Regions from separate parts of the Mus musculus genome. Here region 1 is linked to region 2. Evidence: chromatin contacts called from public HiChIP or PLAC-seq data. All regions are on one chromosome and are shown on one strand. Each heading gives the region's core, a stretch centred on a gene start, on an enhancer-like site or on the middle of the called end of the contact. The rest is flanking DNA. Distances are from core to core; before and after follow the strand shown. Region 1 has its middle 42 kb from the start of Pamr1. Region 2 overlaps Ldlrad3 (low density lipoprotein receptor class A domain containing 3).

Region 1 (2,946 bases), core at 272-2,771, 520 kb after region 2:
ATCACCACCTCCTTGAGTTGCATTTCATTGTGAACTTCAGTAACCATAATTAAGCGTGCCGTTTCTCTTGCTAACCTGGTGTCATTAGCTTAATTTATGCATTCTGTTATCTTGTATTCCTCATACTGGAGAGTAAACCCAGGGCTCTATACATGCCAGGTAGCACAGCACCTACTAAGCTATATCCCCAAGTAATTTACAGGCTTCTAAGTACTGAAGCTAAGAGGATAAAGACCCCCCACCCCAAACTCCTCACATGGAGAGTTTCAGGCATTCACTGTGCTCTAAAGAGACTTCCTGGGACCTACAGCAGTCACTTGAAGCTGTAAGGAGCTTCTCAGAGAAGTCTGATGTTTAAGAATACTGGATCCAGACTAGGAAGAGCATAGCTTTCCTATGCTTCTGGAAAGATCTTTGAATCTTTCTTTCCCCTAGACAGGGTTTCTCTGTGCAGCGCTGGCTGTCCTGAAACTTGCTGGGAGTAAAGGCATGTGCCACCAGGACCTATCAAGGTCTTTGAATCTTAAAGGACACTGATTGATTAGTGATATCTACCAAACACAATAGGATGAGGGGTGGAATTAGGATGTCGGTAGGTGTTTACCAAAGCCGCATGTAGCTGTCCTCCTATAACTCTTTAAAGTATCAATAGTGTTTTTCTTCATGCTTTCTTTCTCTTCTGAGCCCTCCCTCTTGGTAATTTTTAGCAAACCATTCCTCTTGAGTCACATATCTTCTTTGAGTTCAAGAACAGATGCTGAAGAACCAAGAGTCTCTGTCAGCATCTGCCCAGTGGGCTTTGCCTCTTGGCTTATCTTGTTTTTCCATTCTTTTTCTTCAGAGTTCTGGAAAAAAGCTTGAGGGTGATTCATTTGCCCTGTGCTCCAACTTGAAAACAAAAGAATCTCTAGCATGAGCAATAAAAGAAGATTGTTGGCACGTGATGTTATTACATTCCTTTTCGTTCTCATTCACAGCCGTCCTTTTGAAGCACTTTCTAGCGCTGAATCCCCATGCTGCTTGGCATTTGGGGGAACAAGAATAGGACAGACAGAATGCCTGGTCTTTGAGAAGTCAACCAGGAGCACTAGATTTCATCAGGCAACTAGGAGTGTTAAGTGCTATGATGGGGTGCGAAGAGAGTGTAAAGAGGGAAGAGGCACAATTGTCTGCAGGGGATGATGGAGAGTTTTCTGAAGTGTTAATCCTGTCTTTGCCCCTGTGGGTTTGTTAACTTAATAAACTTATAATTACAGAGAATGTTCTATGTGCCAAGTTCTGATCCAGACATGTGTGCTGCAGGGGTGAACTAAACAAAGATCCCTGCTCTCAGGGAGTGTGCATGGTAATAGAGGGACCAGATGGGAAATACTGAGGCAGCAGGCAAGGATCACCACGTCAGATTTATTAGCTGGTAAACTGGGGTGGGGGAATGTGGTTTGGCTGGTGCTGTGATGGCTTCTCCCTTCTCTTTCTACCATCTGCAGGCAAGGTGGACACTCCTTGTTCCATCCTGCTCAGGCCAGTTAGAAAGCAGGTCCTGGGCCCTGACTCATGTGTGCTTTCCCCCTAACTTCAGTGTATGTAAACCACTCCCAATGAAGGGAAGAGTGTAGGAACTGTACTGGGTCAAGATGCAAAGAGTGGTTCTGTCTCAGAGCCAGGAGCAGGCGTGTGAGGCTCTACTTCATTTAGATCAGGAAAGAGTTCAGAGAGTTAGGTGAGGAACTGTCCTCTGGACAAAGAGAGCGAGACTGGGTTTCAGACCAAGGAGAAGTAGGCATCAAAGCATAGATTATGCATAGAAAGCCCTGGTAGTGTTAACATTTTACCTCCTTAAAGGACAAGATTACAGTTTAGTTTACAGATCTTAATTGATTTATTTATCTATTTTTAATTCTGGAGCTGGGCATCCATTTCATTCCATGGAGTAGAGTATGTGTTCTTGTAGGCTTAGATTTTTCAATCCTATTTTTAATATGGGTTCTTAAATGCTTTAACCTCCCTTCTAGCCCATCACCCACCAGAGGTAATGGAAAAGAAAGGTTATTAGGATATGGGGGAAATGGACCTGTTTAGAAATTGTTCTTTGGAGCAAATCCTATCTGCATTGTCAGGAAATCAGCAGTTCAGTTCACAGGAATCAGCAGCAGCAGCTTGATCCACTCTCAAGTACTTCATGAATGAACAGTTTAGTTCAGTAGTGTCAGAATAGCAAACATGCATCAGCACCTAGCAGAAACAGCCAAGCCTCAGCCTAATCACCATGAGTCGGCGATCAGGAGAAGTTCTCTTCTGTGCCTTTCTGTGTAGATCAGCCAAGATGCAGAACCAAGAAGAGTGGCAAAGCTAGCTATACAAGCCTCTGTCACTGTCCATTGAATCCTAATTATATTCCCTCCAAACATCATGTGTCCTCCCAGGTCTTACCTCACCATGTGTCTAGGCTCAGCAAGCGAGTCTGTCTTCGCAAAACTTCACATGCGTCTGTATCAGTTGACATCACTCTGCCAAGCAGCCTGAGCGTAAGAAAGCGGCAAGAAGCTGCCTTACTAGTTCTTTGGGGAGTTTCTCTCTGTGGAGTCACAGCAAACAGACCTCAGCTAGGCAATGTAAGGTGAACCAATACATGTGTGTTGTTAGCGAAGACTCCTTTATCGCATGTTCTTTCTTGTGTTTGCTTTAGCAAACATCCTTTCATCTGTCTGTGTCCACTTCAGGAAAACACTCCTTCACATGTATGCCCCAGCAAAACACCCTCTGATACAAGTGACTTGCCAAAGAACCCGTAAGTTTCCATTTCATGTTCCAGTGAGCTGACCAGAGGAAGCAGGTTTTATAGGGACTCTTGAAAGAGCAAAATACAGAGGATGACTGGTCATTTTGGAGTCATTTTTCTTGTGAGCTGGAGACAAGGAGATGAGAGCAGAAAGGCAGCTGGCAGGT
Region 2 (2,700 bases), core at 173-2,672:
TCAGTATGGGAAGTTGCAGAGGTCGGGCTTGAATCCAAGTCCACCAGTGTTGCAGATCCTGAAGACCTTTGCCACAGCGCACAGGGGCTTTGCTGGCCAGGGAAACTGCAAGAGGCCTGAGCTGACTTTAGCGAGAAAAGCCATGGAGGTAGAAAGGCCTGAATAAGGTGGAAGTGTCATGGAAGCTTTTGAAGAAAGTGGGTCTTATTCCACGCCAGTTCTTAAGTGATACTTTAAAGAGGACTTTGGGGGAGGGGACTATGACAGTAAGCAGCAGGCAGAGGCAGCAGCGACTTACGTGGAAGAGAAAAGAAGGTTCCTGCTTGGACACAGTAGATAGAGAAAAGGCAAGAGGTAGTGGTACCGGGTCTTAAATAACAGGCTGTAGAATTTAGTCTTATAACCCCAGAGCGTTCCCCAGCAGGGATGGGCAGGGATAAAAGCAATATTTGGGAGTAAAACTCTCTGATGGCTGAATGTGACATGAGTTCTAGCAGAAAGAGAGTGGCCAGGCAAGAAGGAAGTGGACCCCAAAGGAGACACAGGGTATGGAGGTTTTAAAGCAAGGAAGTAACAATTTTCTGCCCAACCCAGTTGCCACTGGGCGCAGATGCTGGGATCAGAAACACATGCACATCAGCTCACAGGATGTTCACCACAACCCCAGGGATGCAGCCTCACCCCATTTTAAAGAAGAAAGAACAGAGGCTTGCTAAGTATCAAGTTGGGCCTATGAATGCAGTTTGGTCTGGTTGCACAGTCAATGCTCAGAGGCACCAGACAGAGATCGTAGTGGGAGCTCTGCAGTCTTGGTAGCTGGCCACAAGCCTGAGACCTCATCTAGGAAAGGGGGCGCTGCTAATCCACCACAGGGTGCCAGGCAGCTGGTTTAGGAAACACAGTCTGCATTTGCAGCTTGGAGAGGACTGTGTTGCCACCCACACCCCTGGATTGAATCCCAGCCGTCTGAGAGAGCAGGAGAAAAGAGAATCGATCCTATCTGGCTCCTCAGATAGGCACCATGTGGCTTTGCTTTGAAGACCTGGGTTACATTATAGCTTAGCCCACAAAGGGCCCTTGTGATGCCTGCATGTGACCCGGACCCATTGGGATGGCACCTCTGCCGCCTCCTCAGCTTTGTGGTTGACCAAAATGTTCAGAATAAGATTTTTCAATAAATGGCTCATTCTGCAGTTACTCTGCAGAGAAAAAAAAAGTCAGGTCACAGGCTTCTGAAATGTCACCCCTGCATCTGTCCTTCCACTGCTGCAGAGGCTCCAAAGCCGAGAGCTGGGTGCAGAGAGGTTCGGCGCGCCCAGACCATCTGTTGCATGGCTGAGAATACTTGAAAGAGCCGTTTCTCGCACAGCTCAGTGTGCGCGTGGCCTCAGCCTGTGGCCCTGGCTCTCACCAGCGCATTTTTGGGATTCTTTTTTTTTTTTTTTTTAAACAAGTCACATGTGTGCACAATTTAAAGAGACTAAGAGCTGTGTGGAGCTTGATGAAAGTTAACAACATTCTCTGACTCTCTCTAGAAGCAAACATTTCCCCCAATTTTAGTGAGATGGATCTTAGGCTGTCTCTAAGTACTTAGCTTATATTGCTTCTCTTTGATTCACCCTTGTTAGGAATTACCCACTGTCTCCCCACTGTGGAAGATGAGGATTTAGCTGACACTCATCACCATCCCTGCCCTCGGCATGCGCATGCTCCTTAAGTTCCTGGTTACATATACTCTTGATACCCATTGCTTTTGTTATCTCTGGCAAGGAGGCATTATGAGTGACTCATAGTCTAGTAGTATAGCTTCAAGACTTTACTTCTGGGAGAACATTTTTTTTTAGTATCCTATGTATCTCTCATGAATCCAGAGGCAACCTCGCCTCCAGCTTTGTCAGCCTCCTCTGCTGTGTACTTTAAGCCGTTACGTGTCAATCAAGTGAAATTCCCAGGAAAAGTTGTACCTACATTAGACACCGCAGGACTGACTGTTTACAATTTCAATGATCATGGAGATTTGGAATGTTCTAGGCACAAAGTCAAAGTATACTGGGTATGTTTAGCTCACCTAGAGAGCCATGTATTGCCTACCTCTGTGTGTGACTAAGATCCTTGTGACTATTGCATAAATCCATTTGGAATTTATGAACAGACCCCAGTCTTCCAAAAGCCCAAAGCTAAATTGCGATTAGCCCGGCTTGCTGTCTAACTGCCTCCTTGATGGTCCACCGGTGTATTTAAAGGATATCCAGAGAGCTGGAGAGACTACTCAGTGGGAAATGCACTGGCAGCTAGTCTAGAGCAGTGGCTTTTAACCTGTGTGGGTCGTGACCCCTCTGGAGTAGTAGAAGGACCCTTATGAAGAGGTAGCCTAAGACCAAGGGAAAACACAGATAATTACATTTATGTTCCATAATAGTAGCAAAATTACACTAATAAATTAGCAACAACATAATTTTATGGTTGTGGGTCATCACAGCATAAGGAACCCTATTAAAGGGTCACAGCGTTTAGAAAGATTAGGAAGCACTGTTCTAGAGGACTATGGCTCAACTCCCAGCACCCACATGGTGGCTCAGGAATTCCATGACTCTAAAGATCTGATGCCCTCTTCTAGCCTTCAGAGGTACCATGTGCACGCACACATGTAAAATACCTAAATGTGTAAAAAAGTTGTTCTGAGTTACGATTACTGCCAAA

The links. HiChIP or PLAC-seq counts read pairs in DNA pulled down with a chosen protein or histone mark.
Region 1: a contact with region 2 is called in an H3K27ac HiChIP or PLAC-seq map of the NIH/3T3 cell line, with 6 times the contacts expected there. The contact joins two enhancer-like sites.

Annotation. Positions count from the first base shown.
Region 1 is chr2:102,506,935-102,509,880 of GRCm38.p6, forward strand. No RefSeq gene overlaps it. Among named protein-coding and RNA genes, the nearest start is that of Pamr1, 42 kb to the right of the region's middle. Within about 2 kb of position 1,522, at least 27 of the 459 cell types and tissues checked have an H3K27ac peak or open chromatin away from gene starts, as enhancers often do. A contact at or near this core is called in the NIH/3T3 cell line, where this site is marked.
Region 2 is chr2:101,982,294-101,984,993 of GRCm38.p6, forward strand. All of the region lies in intron 4 of Ldlrad3 (low density lipoprotein receptor class A domain containing 3), which reads right to left. Among named protein-coding and RNA genes, the nearest start is that of Gm39888, 8.3 kb to the right of the region's middle. Within about 2 kb of position 1,423, at least 105 of the 459 cell types and tissues checked have an H3K27ac peak or open chromatin away from gene starts, as enhancers often do. A contact at or near this core is called in the NIH/3T3 cell line, where this site is marked.